2 separate regions of the Mus musculus genome follow, and region 1 is linked to region 2. The links are chromatin contacts, called in public Hi-C maps. All regions are on one chromosome and are shown on one strand. Each heading gives the region's core, a stretch centred on a gene start, on an enhancer-like site or on the middle of the called end of the contact. The rest is flanking DNA. Distances are from core to core; before and after follow the strand shown.

Region 1 (6,702 bases), core at 3,087-5,586, 170 kb before region 2:
GGTACTTTGCCATAACCATATGGTGACACATGACACACCTAGACTGCCTGTGCCAACTCTGCCCACTCCTCCTCCCACCCCCCAGAAGCAGAGTGTGAACACAAGCTTTCTTCCCCCACTCTCCCCACACCATCTTCTTCCAGCGTGTTCTTAAATCCATAGGAAGCATGCAGGCTGGGTGTTACTTACCTACTGTCAGAACGATCAAATACTTCTTGAGGGGTAAAAGTGGGAGTCACAGACTGCATCTCCAGCCATTGCCAGCTTTCTTAGCTCTGCAATCAGAGTCCTCTATCCAGGGGCTGTGGTTTTTACCTTGGTTACTGTTCATGTGGGGCAGGTAGTGACTGGAATGGGAGAAAGGCAAGGGCTGAGCAGGCTGGTTATCTGCCTCCCCTGTCTTTCTTCAGAAAGAAATGAGAAAGATAAAGATACACACAATCTGTCTGCCTTGCCGTGTGTGTGTGTGTGTGTGTGTGTGTGTGTGTGTGCTTGCACACGCCTGTGTGAGCACCTGCTGTGCTTTAGTTTTAGAGGAGTACCAGCATCATCAATGTGTATAATACTGAAAATTGAGTCCTGACAAGGACATGGCAAACACACATAGATAACTGGTTTACTCCTCAAAGCTCTGGCAGGCTGATGGATGGATTCCAATTGATCTTAACTTGTCAGGCAGAGTAGGTGAGGATGCAAGAGACCTCAGAAAGCCCACAACCCAATAGCATCTTGTCCCTGTTCAGGATTCAAGAAGAGAACATGTAAAATAAGAAGCACCTGTCCAGGGAGCATTGCACAAGGGAGACCTTGTGGGATCATGTCTGAGCTACAGTAGCTACAGCTGTGTGTGTCCCATCCTCTGTGGCTGTCTGCAACATGGCCATTTATTAGCTCCTATCTCTGGGTCTCAGACCGGCAAACACAAGCCAAGGAAGTGTCCAGGTAACTCGGTGACCAGAATCACCTGCCTTCATATCTTTACCCTCCCTCCCACAAATGTTCTTTCCTTCATGCCCGTACAGGAGCTGGCACAGACAGAGTTGGTGAACTAGTGACTACTCAAATGCCAGCTGGCCAGTTTCTACCCCAGCTTGTGAATCGTGGTTCGCTATGGGTACAGCCACCCCTAGGAAACACAAACCCCACAAGTCATGGGAGAGGACCCCCAGTAAGACATCCAACTTGAGCTATTCTTTAAGGCTACCTACATTCCAAATGACTGACTGTAAATTTTGGGGCTGCCTCCATTTGGTCAAGTTTAGTAATTTGCTATAACTACTCAAAGAACGTAAAACCTACTATTCTGACTATTGACTGGATCCAAATAAGGAGGGCAGCCATGTAGAAGTACACATGGGTACAGTCTGAGGAAGCACAGAGCATCCAACCCTCTCTGCATATTGCCTTTCATCACCCAGCACAGTTTTACCAGAGTGTTTGTGCTTAGAACTGATTGGATCACTGGCCACAGGATTGAACTTGGTCATTAGCCCAGAGGTTGGGTTGTCTGGAAATCCTGCCTCTGGGATCATGTGTGCCTTGTCATCCAAGAACCCACCTTGAGTCAGCTCATTAGGACAAAACCAGATGTAATCCTGGGGCTCCTGAGAGCAAACTCACCTCTGTCACCCGGGAAATTGTAAAGATTTGTGGCTATCATCATAGGAATCAAAAAAAAAAAAAAAGACCCATCAAATTGTTTATTGAAGGATGGTACATAGCTTCAGAGGGTAGACCGGGAAGGGGAGCTGGGATGGGAGGGAAACATGGATCGACTAAAGGAAAATGATGGAGACATGTTTAGAAAGTGACCATGCCCCTGTGGCAACTGTGAAGTCTTACTGAAGAGGCAATAGGTTAGACTTCAATTGGAAGCAGATAAAGAGTTGGTCAACATGTTAAACCTCCCAGGCAGGCTCCATGTTCCTACTAAAACTGAGTACCTGTGTCAAACAGCCAATAAAAACAAAGCATTATAAGACTGCATCTGACTAGCTCCAATCTATGTCAGAAGCAAGCTTTATATGTAGAAAATGCTTTGGCTTTGTTTTGACTTTCAGAGTATCCTATTGAGTAGGTAATCAATTAATCATAAAATCAATCAGTGAGATTCTTAAAGAAAACCATAGAGGTGTGTCAAGTACATGAAACTCAAGTGGTCTTAGCTTAAACATGGGAAGCTTATTCACCAAACCACACCCAAATCAGATCTGCCAAGCCTATGGGCTAATGAGTGGCAGCCTCCCTGTTGCACACGCATGAAACTGCGCTGTGGAGAAAGGCTGCAATTCCTGCCCTCCAATGCCTGATCTCTCTGTGACTAGGCATATTAAAGTTATGCTCAGCTTGAGGTCATTATTCCAAGACAGCCTCCTGCTTCCAGAAAGGTACACACATCTCCATTCTCTCTCACTTGTGCTCAGCCAAGTCCACTGTGTGGCTTCATCCTTTGAAGTTTCACCCTTTATGCTCCTAGGAGTCGCCTCACTTCTCATGACAGCTGCCAGTTGTCACCTGAGGGTGCTGGGTTTACTGCTCAAACCATGTGGTATAGGACTCATGCGTCCGTCGGTCACTTCACTCATGAGTCCGTCGGTCATGTCACTCATGGCGACTCTGGTACTTTTCTCTTTGTACCAGGAGGCTTTGCAGTTGAATTTTATGGTGGAAAATCTAGTAAGAAGCAGAGATCAGTTTGGGATGGCCAGCATGAAAATGGTATTATGAGAGCCCCGCAGCACACAGCCTTAGCAAATGGAGGCTGGGCAAGGGGTATCAGATGGTTAGTTGGTACTCAGCTGCAGAACCGAGTGCATTCTATTCTCTGTGTTGCCTCTCAGTAGTGATATTTGAAAGCCCTCTGCCAAACTCCACCATACTTCCGGCATTTTCCTTCCTCACCTATATGTGGATCTCTGACACAATACTGACAGGACATGTGCTTCTGATCTTCAGTAAACGAACCTTTAGCATACCCTGCAAAAGTAACCCGAGGGATTCCAGTTGCAATCATCCCTGTATTGTTTGATTTTCCCACTGAGTTTAGAAGCTGGGCTTTCTGGAGCGGAGGCCTGAAGCACCCAGAAGCTGAGCCACCTCTAGCCACCTTCTGTTTCTGTTTAGTCTCACCAAGTTTCTGGGCTGAGCTCACTCTGTAGCTGGGCCAGGCCTTGAACCTGCAATCCTTGTACCTCAGCTTCTGTAGCAGCCAAGTGCCAGTGTCTCCGTCAGACATGGAGAGCAGTTCAGGAAAGGCAGAGGGACTCCAAAGAACCAAAGCCTGACTCAGCCACTCACCGTTCTGTGGCCTTGGGCAAGTAAGTAAACTTGCTTCATGTTGTAGGCCATGGAGTAAGATCATAGCAACCCTTGTTCTGTGGAATTGTGGGTATCGGCCACAACAGGACCAAATGCCAGGCACTCGGAAGGCAAGGCGGGATCTGTTGCCGTGTTACAGAAGGTCAGAATTTCATTTCCCTCCAGCTTACATATATACAGGTGATTTTCATAAATGCTAATACCTTTTTAAAAAGACAAATCCTCAATGTTTGGTTGGACCAAACCAGTCTTATTACTTCTTAATCTCATTCTGACATAGCAAAAACTTACTCACACACATGCTAGCTTGGGCTCTGTGACTCAGGGCTGCTTCCAGCCTTAACTCTGTGTGTTTAAACTTTGATAGGCTCAAGTCTATTTGCAGCAACTTGAATTTTAAAGCTTTACCTTGCATTCACAGCTCACGAAGCACAGGGCAGGAAAAGGTATGGACACACCTAGAGGGGCATTCTTGTTTCACCGAGAAGCAAACTGAGCCTTAGACAGTGGGACACCCATCCGCCCCATACAGGAAATGCTTTCAGTTATGACGAAGTCAAAGCCCAGGTTGTTCTATCTCCCCAATTGGTGCCCTTCCATTGCACAGTACTATCTCTGCTCCAGGAATGAAGTATCACTTGAAAACACTAAATGTGAACACCACACAGGGTCTCTAAGTGACAGACTCTGACTGAACAGCTGTAGACATCAATGGGTCACGCTGACCTACTATTAAAAGGACTCTGAAAGATTCTTGTGACTTCTGTCCATTGCTCTGGCAGTCTCCTAGACAAGCACACTATTATACAAAATTATCCCCAGGAAGAGGATTATGGGTCCTAAGTGAACGTGTCAGGAACGACAAATTCATCTAAGAGTCTTGCATTTTAGAAGCCTCTAGAAGACCTGCACTTCACTGAGTTATTAGGAAGGATCAACCCTGCAGCCTAGAAGTCTGGCAGCTAATCTTCTTCCCTGGCTTGAGGCTACCCTGTGGTCACATGTATTCAGTTCTGGTGAAATGAGGAAATGATATCATATTGACTAACCAGCACCGGCCTGGGAATCCGATAACCATGTGCATGACCACAAGATATGCCACGTAAAGTGAAATCAGACCACTGTGTTAACCAGGAGCAAAGCACAGGCCAGCGGCGTGAGGAAGCTGTGCAGGGGAACCCTGCTGGACGCATCAGGCCTGCACTTCTGTCTTAGGGTAAGGTAGCCACTTCACCTTCCCCTCCCTCAAAGGAAAGGACACTCCCTTACTGAAAAATGCACACACACTGTTTTGTCACAGACTGCTTTCAACAGAAAATGGAACACAAGAACCTAAAAGCATATACAATACTTATGTTTAAGGTTGTTTCTGTGAAAAGAAAACTTTTCTGTACTGATTTTTAAACGCCTTTTTAAATTTTATTTTTCTCTTAAAAATTTATTGGTTCTTTGCAAATTTTTATGGATATCCCAATATATGGAGTCCTTTGCCCAAGACCAGTATATGTGGAGCATATGATAGGTCTATTATCAGCCTTTTGAGGAACCTCTACACATATTTTCTTAGTGGCTGTACCAGTTCACCCCCCTCCAGTTCACACACCTCCAGCAAAGAATGAGTGTCCCCAGACCCAGTGTCCATGCTGCCATTTGTCACCATTTGTTTCTTGACCGTAACCATTCTGACTGGGCTTAGATGAAACCTCTGAGCAGTTTTAATTTGCATTTCCTTGATGGCTATGTATGTTGAACATATATTTTCCCCCCTGGACTCTGTTTAGTTTTGTCCCGTTTAGGTTTTCTTGAATGTTTAATTTTGAGCTACTTATATATTCTAGATAGTACCACTCCTTCAAAGATATAACTCATGAATAAAAAATGTCCAGTCTGCTTACTGCCTCTTCAGTTGAGCGATAGTACCCTTTGCTGTTCAGAAACTTTTGGTTTTTGAGGTCCCATTTATTAATTATTGGTATTAAATAAAGCCTTTTTCTATCAAGATGCTACTCAAAACGTCTGTTCTTATATCAGTGAGTCAAGCCTAGGTCCCCTTGCTCCTGTCAGAGTTAGAGTATCTGGTCTTGTATTAACATCCTTCATGGATTTGGAGTAGAGTTTTATACAAGATGAAAGACACAGTTCAGATTTGATCCCTCCTCTGTGGTCATCCAGTTTGACAAGCAACACTTGTTCAAGATGCTGTCTTCTCTCCAACAGGTATTTGTTGACTTCTTTGTCAAAAGTTGAGTGGATGTAGGATGTAGGAGTGTGGGTTTATATGTGAGTCCTCAGTTTTGTTCCTTTGACTGACAAGTCTGTCTTTGTGCCAGTACCACCTGCTTTGGTAAGGACAGTCATGCTCACAATGTTCATTGTAACAATGTATATACATGGGAGGTTTTGCCACTTTCTGGTTTCTTGTTCAATTTATTTTTTTCATTCTTTTAAAAGATTTTTTGTTGTTGTTGTACAAATCTTTCCTGTCTTCGTTATACTTATTCTAGATATTTTACTTTTCTTGAGGCTATTATGAAAGGTATTCATTTATTTCTTTCCCCGTATGTTTGTTGTTTGTATGAAGGCCAATCCTTTGTTTTTTTGTTTTTTTTTGTTTTTTTTTTAACTGATTTGTTAATTTGCTGAAATATTTATCAGGTGTAGTAGTCATCTGGTGGAACCTTTGGAAAGTTTTACATAATAGAATTGTATCATCTCCAAATAAGGATACTTTGACTTCTTCCTTTCTTATTTGTATCCACTTTACCTTCACCTGTCTTACTACTCTAGCTAAGATGTCAGGACTTGCCTACTTAAATGGGAGTAGGCAAAGGGATTACCATTGTGTCCCTGGTTCTAGTGGAACTACTTGCAGTTTTTCCCTGTTTAGGAAGATGTTGTCTGAGGAATCCTGTATGCTACCTTTATTATATTGAGCTTATACCCTCTATCCCTCATTTCTCCAGCACTTTTATTGTGAATGGATGTTGGATTTTTGTCAAAGACCTTTTCTACAGCTAGAGAGATGACCGTATGGTAGTTTAAGTTTCTTGAACCATCCCTGCATCTCTGGGATGAAACTGACTTGATCATGGTGGACAGTCTTTCTAATATGTTCTCAAATTAGTTTTGAAAGTATTTTATTGCGAATTTTCATGTCTTTGACAGTCTAGTAGACTTCTATAGTGACTCCATCTGGCCTGGGCTTTTTAGTTGGGAGATTTTCAATTACTGACATCTCATTGCATGTGACAGGTCTACTTAAATCATTTAATTCATATTTGTTTGATTTTGGTAGCTCATATATATCTAGAAGTTCATCCATTTCTTTTACATTTTCCAGTTTGGTGGAATCAATTTTTAAAGTATATTTGAATAAGCCTCTGA
Region 2 (7,503 bases), core at 639-3,138:
TATTAGTGAGGTATTTAATAAGTTACTTGATGGACCAGACAAAGGTCCAGGTGGGCCAGGTGCTATCACACTGCACAAAGACATAAAGCCTGAACATCAGTGCCAAGAAGCAACTGGGCCTATGTCACTGAACGTTTGGGGAGATCACATTACCAACTTTATTGATAAGAAAATCTTCAAATATTCTTTTGAATGGAAAGGAGCAAAGGAAACATTGTAACCTATTTTCAGACATGTGCATCTACAAGTTCTTTGCTTCTAAACCCCTCAATCTGTAGAAAGACTGTCCGAACAGGGTCGGGTCTACACTGCCTCTTGTGAGCCGTAGAGCTAAGCAGGGCTAGAACAGTCTCAATGTCAAGTCTGTTTCTAGAAGCAGGGGTCCTGGGTCTTGCTACATAGTGGCTTTACCTATTTGACCTAATGGATGGCAGAGATGCCTGGTAAGGAATTCTGAGCAGGATGGAGGACCAACTCGGTGAGATGTTTGTATAAATGATTTCCCAAAATAGTCTGCAAAGCTGGGAATTATTATCATTTCTTTCTCTCAGTTGTATTTATAGTCTGGCATTGTGACATTTTCACTACCTCAACTTATTTGTTTCCTTCTTCCAGTTGTTGACAGAGTTGCTATACAGGGTTGTTGGGGGATACAACCTTCTCCTGCCAAATACCATTCATTATTCCCCCTGCCTCCTCAGCCCCATCGATCACTTGTGAACTGGAAACGTGACACTATTTCTGTAAGTATTGGATGCAAAATGCTTTCATCCGATCAATATTGTAACAAGAGGAACTTAACCTCTGTCTACGGTCATGAAGTCAATGGACCACCCACAGGACCAGAGGCACTGATTTTCCCTGCATTTTCTTGAAGAAAATCTCTACAGATGGTGACCCGCATCTGATGATTTAAGATAAACTCTTCGGAGTCATTTTCAACAACTGATAAATGTACTGTAGTCTATCAGTGTGATGTGGTCTTACTCAAGAGAACTGTTAGCATATACTGTGCCAGAATAATAAATAATAAGAAACAGCAAAAGAGCTATTAGCATTGCTTACTGAATCAAGATTTCAGGATCATAGGAGACATGTCAACATGGCTGTAGGGTCTTTCCTGCTCCATTCTTCTTGCCCCTTCCTCATTAGACAAGGCTGAGAAGGTTCAGAATCACCTTACAGGTTGGTCCCATCTTTACGATTTAAGATTCGATAGGTCTAGGGTTAAGACCCAGAATCTGTATCCCTGACAAATCCCAAGGCTGCTGCTGCTGCTGCTGGTGGTGGTGGTCCTGGGCCCACATCCTGATAAGAACAGATCGAAGCAAAAACACAGCCCCTGAGTGCCTGTGTCAGATCTGTCAGGATGGTGGGATATGGTATAGAGCCATTTCTTATGAGGAGTGAAAACAGATGTGCTATCAATGGCCACTTACAGTGTGTTCAGACCAATGTGGAAATCTTTACATATATTTCTTCCCCTCTGAGACTTTGGAATGCAAAAAGGTTAGGCGTACATTTACTGCAGGATGAATTTTTAATATTCATAATGTATACACAATAAAAGTGTTGGCACCACAAGACAAGTTAGTGCTTCATAATGTAAGAATCCTTAAAGTCAAAGGCAGAGCCCCTCTGTCTTCATTGCTACTTAAACACAACCCCACTCCAGAGCTTGCAGCCTCCACGTTCTGGAAGGTTCTGGGAGTATCTCTGAATTACTATCATGTGTGGCATGTCATTCTGATACATGGGGTGGTTATTGCCAACACATCCAAAGCCAAAAATTCCTTTCCAAAACTGGACCACGTCTTCAGGGGTATGGCATCTCAGAACTGCTCACCACATTCAGTCATTTCCATGCAGTAAATCCTACCATGGCAGATTCCAGAGTGCTGAGCTGAGGCTGCCGAGCGAGAGGTGCCTGCCCACAGCCTTCATGAGACAGCTTCATGACCTAGCTGCCATACTGCTCCCACCGCATCTCCTGCCTCTACATTGATGGGAGTGTCTGTTCACCCAGTGAGGTTGGTTTATTACTACATTTGGCAAATTAAGCTCTACTAGCTGCTTAGAATCTCTGCAATCAGCACAGAGACTCAGTACAGAGGAACACAGGAGAGAGCCAAAGAGAAACACCACTTCACACTCTGCTCCACCTTTATCTATGAGAGACATAAGGACCCCATTAGATGCTAAAGACAACAGACAGTATCTATCTATCACTTATCTATCACTCATCCATCTACTTATCTATCTACTTATCTATGCGTGCCATATATATATACATACATATATACATATATATGGCATCATATTAATCACAAAATATAAAACTTACAATAAACTATAAAAAAGTTATTAGTGTCAATACTCTAGTATGCCATTAGTAAATAAAATAGACTTATTTGAATATAAGCTCCATACTATAATGACAGTTGATGTGGTAGCCTGTACATCTGCTAAGTGGATAATTGGTGGGTAGTGTATATGACATGGAAACACTGAACAGCAGGATGACCCACATCCCCTTGTGAAATAAACAGTCAATACCGTGCTCCCTTCCAACTGGTAACAAGATCCTTTGTCCATTTCATAGTGTTAGAGTCAGTGAGATAGCTGTCTTTTTAAATATGTGTATTTGTTAAAGATAAAGCTGTCGGGGTGCAGCTCTGAGCCACTGATGGACTTTCCTGACATCCCCCTGAAGACATGGTCCAATTTTGTTGGAAAGGATTTTTTATTGGTTGTGTGTGTGATAACCATCCCATGTCTCAGGATGGCATGCCACACATGCTAAGAATTCAGAGATGCTCCCAGAACCTTCCAGAACGTGGAGGCAGCGAGAACAATGGGATTGTGATGGACAGCTTCTGTCTGTTATCATGGCCTCACTTTTCATTACAGATTTAGATAGATGCACAATAACAAGGCACAGAAATAGGTCCTTCACTTTAGAATACACACAAGAAAGGAAAAATATCATCCAAAACCATGAAACACTGAGCCAGAGTTCCTTCAACAAGTGAGAACGGGCTGCTTGGTTCAGTTGAAAGTCATGTATGAGACTGTGCACGTGGTTACAGTGCTGCATGGTGGGAAAAGAGCTTGAATTTTGATTCTATCTCTTTACTGGTGAAGTACAGTCCCTACCTTCACCTGAGACAGAATCTCTTGAAACCCAGGCTGGTGATGTCACTATGTAGCTAGGACTGGCTTTGAACTCTTCCTGTCTTTACTTCCTGAGTGCCAGGGCTGCAAGCATGCACCACCATGCCTGGCTTTAACTGATTCTCCCTGTTCTCAGTTCCTCCATCTGCAACAGTACTTTGTCGTGATGGTTAATCTGACGACTAATAAGAATGTAAAGAAGGCACCTGGGGTAATCCTTCTATACAGCCCAGCCTGAGGCCACTATTGATTGATGATATATCATTAGCTGGTGATTACTAATGCCATCATTACCATGGCTGTCGGAGATCATGTTTCTAGTCCATTAAGAGGTCCCAAATGTACTGCCAGGATAGCCAGGCTCAAAGCCGACACTGTTGGTTACATGTACTCTGTCTTTTAATTAGTATCCATGTAAGTGGTCACTGGGCATGCTCTTGATATTTATATGAGGAAAAGTCCATGCCTGGATGATTTAACAATGGGCTGAGAGCAAGCAATTTTCAATGCTAGGTACCTCAGTAAGCAAAGGGTGCAAATTATCCTGTTTCTTTTGTTTGTTTTGTTGTTACTTTCCAGAGTTTCCCATAATCCAGGCTGGCCTCTAACTCACTCTGCAGCTGAATGTGACCTTGAACTCCTGATCCTCCTGTCTCTGCCTCCTAAGCGGTGGGTTCTCAAATGTGCACCACGCCTGGCTTCTATTTCACATTCACAAGCATCCTGGGAGGTCACAGTCAGTGGCTCTGCTTTATAGACAAGGAGCAGAAAACTCAATGAGAAGCCTGAGGAGCAACCTCACCAACGTGACATCAGGGCACACCACCTGTCCCTGCCCCCACAGGGGCCACAGGATCTCCCAGGAGGAGTCCTGGCAGCCAGTGGCACAGAGATCTGTGGAGCCTGCCAGCTCCTGCTCCTCCCTTGAATGACTGGGCCATATGTGAAGCACAGGGGGTCCAAGTCAGCCAGGGAGACTCCTGTCTCTAAAACTCAATGGAGAAAGTAATTCTTGCTAAAGTGTAAACTGTTTTAAAGACTTTTAGGTGACTCCCACCCGGGAACCTCGGCAGGCACTATTTTGTTTCCCATCTCACATGACCTCAGTCTCTCCCAGGGACTTACTCTGAAATCTGAGCTGAAAAAGAAAAATATATGCAAAATAAACAAAAGCACCCTGTGACATCTTAGGCACGGTCTCACTCTGTTTAACAAGTGTTCACTGTGACGCCACTGTGTACCACGGACTCTTGGAGGCTTGCAACTCCACAGTGAGGAGTCAAGACCCAAATCTCTACCTTGATGACCCTAAGGTATCCTTAAGTGTAAAGGGGCCCAGTGAGGCAGCAGTGACTGAGAACCACAGACAACCAAGAGCTCAACATCCAGCATTAGTGCTTGCACAGACATGCGTGCACACATACGCCAGTGGAGTCGCTTCTTACATGGGTCTTGCTAGCTCCCTTCTTCATCAGCACAGATCCACTGCACATGACCCAAGACCTCACAGCTACATATGTGACATGCATGGACCAAGGGCACAGGATGAAACATCCTGTTGGCCCGTGGTTCTGTGGTGAGATGGGCCCCCCAGCTAAAGAGGGAGACTTAGCACTGTATCTGGCAGTTCTATGTCTAGGACATCAGTGAGGCCTGCTTCCTACACTGCTGAAGGGAGAGCATAGAGAGAGAGCTTAGCATAAAGCCGGCGACACGGCGAACACAGGGCAGCTGATAAATAGCATCAAGCAAACAAACGAATCAATCCATTCATGTCATAGCCTAGCCTTCTGCAGGGCGCACTTCTTAGACACCTCTCCACAACGTTGGCACGAACAGTTAGCAAACATCTGGTGACAGAAAACTTCTTTTTCTGCTTTGTTCTGTTTCTGCTATAGGCCTGTTTATTACCACCTGCCCAGGAGATGCCAATCTCAGTGACTGCATGCAGTGTGCTTTGTATATTTCTAGTTACTTGAGATAATGTCATAGAGGTGAGCGTGAATAGATGCTGAACAACAAACAAACTGCTCAATGAGAAAAATAGTTTCTGGCCATACCAGATCCAAAGTTAGTATTACTGTTTTGATTTGTTTTGTTTTGTTTTTTTTTTTTGGAAACACAATAGTTCCAGCCAAACTTAGTACACAAGACATTGACAGAGGACAGAAATAACAGGAAACAGAGAGAACGGCTGAAAACCGGTCTGAGGGCTCAAGATTGAACCAAACAGGAAGAGACAGGAAGCATCCGGCGTGGGCATTAAATGCAGGGCTTTAACTATAAACCTGAAAAAAGGGTCTCAGTTTCATTAATCAGGCTCAGAATACTGACTTCTATTCTATCACGCACAAAGCTCTATATAGTGAAAGAATCGTCCAGCCAGGAACAGTTGCTAAGATTTGTCTCATTTACATGGGACAGGACAGGAGGGCAGGCCACTCCCTGTCATCTGCCTCCAGAAGCTGCAGTTGTAGACTGCCACCCATCTTATTCCTTATCTTTCATAATTTTTCTTAAAAAAAAAAAATTCCTTGGAGCAGACGCTGTCCAAGGGAAGGCCTGGCAGAGAAATCTCGCATTGCTTATGAAAGTCTGAGTTTTGGCCTACGGCCCTCAGCTTTGTATTCCCACATCTTCCAGGGGGGCAGAGGGAAAGCTTTAATATTTAGTTTGTAAAGTTGACAAGGTTTCGTGGGCAAGGAGCTCACTATGTAGTAGAGGGTAGCCTTGAACTTTTTACCCTCTGGCCTGCTTCTCTCTCCCAAGTGCTGGGATTGCAGGTGTACACTACCACACCAGATATTTTATTACATTTAAAAGAAGCAAATATTAGAGATATAGGTCGAAATGTCTCATTAGAAGGCCAGTCCTGATGATAAACAATCCTACTGCTTTAAGTGTGTCTGTCCTCTGGGGTCTAAAGAGGAAAGACTTCCGGAAGAACAGCCATGTCAGCTTGAGTGGCATCCATTTAACCTCCTCTCTCCCATTCTGTCCTTAGTTCTTGTCATTTTTGCCTTAAGGGTGTCTGTGTGACAGGCACATGGCTGAATTACAATAACTGCACACACTTTTCACAAATCAGTGTGCAAAGACATTGACATTAAACCAAGATTGATAATATGGCAATTTCCTTAAAATACAAAAGCTAACCTGGCCTCACCCAGGGATTTGTCAGACATAAATCTCTTGACAAAATAAATCGTGAGAACATTTTTGAGATTTTTTTTTTTTTTTTTTTTTTTTTTTACTTTCTTAAAACTGAGTGATTCTTAAGGCAGCAAAGAGAAGTCACCTACTCTGCTGTGATCCAAGCTCTGATTGGCTGGGAATGAGTAAGTCACCCACTCTGCTGTGATCCAAGCTCTGATTGGCTGGGAACCTTGAGAGACCCTTTAAATCCAGTGGTGGCCCTGCCCCTTTCAGCCCTGGACCCTCAGTCCTACTCAGAAACATGGGCTTCGTCATGACTTGACACTTCCAATAAGCACAACTGTTTCTTTTCTTCAGTATTTTCCACCAATGAGGCTCTGGAATGCGCACTGAAGTGTTTAGCCAGATCTGTTACACGAGCTTTCAAGTGGGAAGGGAGAAATGATCTCTGCAAGTCACTGGCCCCTGTCCCCAGCACACAGCGCTGTGCGGGCGATGACTTGCCTTCTGTACGTGGTACACAATGATTCCTACAGAGCGGATGTAGATGAGATGAAATGTGCAAACTGGCTGGATCAGGGAGTGGGTGGGAGATCCCTAAATCCTATGGAAACTCCGAGTTTTCCTTGATGCTTCTGCCAAAGCGAGATTTCTGTAAAAACTGGGAAGATGTTAGAGAATTGAGCCAGGACTCAGTAGCCCCGACACCGATGTTTCAAAGCCTTGTCTGAAAGCCATTTTAAGTGAGTCATCACTGAAGCCAATGGGCTCTCTGGCTGGGTGTTTCTTGGGAAACCCACATCTATCCCAGGGTTGGTCTGTGTTACAGCCGAAGCCCCCATCCTTCCTCCTGCCAGGCATCTTCTCTCAGTGTAACACAGATTTGTGTGTTTGGGTGAAGATTTATATACTTCATAGGAACTACTGAGAAGTTTTGCAGTTACATCCTCAAAAGACCAAATAAATACAGACAACAGGATCTCGAAGCAACAAAGTAGGTGATGGCTATAAACTAGGCTAAACACCCAGTGTCCTTTTCTTTCCTTATCTGCCCGGGGTAGAGCAAGGCCTTTGTCTAAAACCCAGCCCTACTTATTTATTATCTAACCCATGTACAAGTAAGTCCCCTACCAAAAAAAAAATAGTGACCTAACTCTGTATATACTAGGTCAT

Evidence for each region. A called contact is a pair of places that touch in the nucleus more often than the background predicts.
Region 1: a contact with region 2 is called in a Hi-C map of muscle stem cells, with 1.6 times the contacts expected there. The contact joins two enhancer-like sites. A contact is called at or near these places in 2 of 484 Hi-C or Micro-C datasets (both in muscle stem cells), 1 of 115 datasets of contacts at active chromatin or transcription factors (pancreatic cancer cells) and 2 of 9 other capture datasets (adipose tissue and liver).

The regions. Positions count from the first base shown.
Region 1 is chr6:146,118,060-146,124,761 of GRCm38.p6, reverse strand. All of the region lies in intron 55 of Itpr2 (inositol 1,4,5-triphosphate receptor 2), which reads left to right. Among named protein-coding and RNA genes, the nearest start is that of Gm35768, 23 kb to the left of the region's middle. Within about 2 kb of position 4,336, at least 59 of the 459 cell types and tissues checked have an H3K27ac peak or open chromatin away from gene starts, as enhancers often do. A contact at or near this core is called in muscle stem cells, where this site is marked.
Region 2 is chr6:145,945,191-145,952,693 of GRCm38.p6, reverse strand. The region is part of intron 1 of Sspn (sarcospan); the gene reads right to left. Among named protein-coding and RNA genes, the nearest start is that of Sspn, 15 kb to the right of the region's middle. Within about 2 kb of position 1,888, at least 12 of the 459 cell types and tissues checked have an H3K27ac peak or open chromatin away from gene starts, as enhancers often do. A contact at or near this core is called in muscle stem cells, where this site is marked.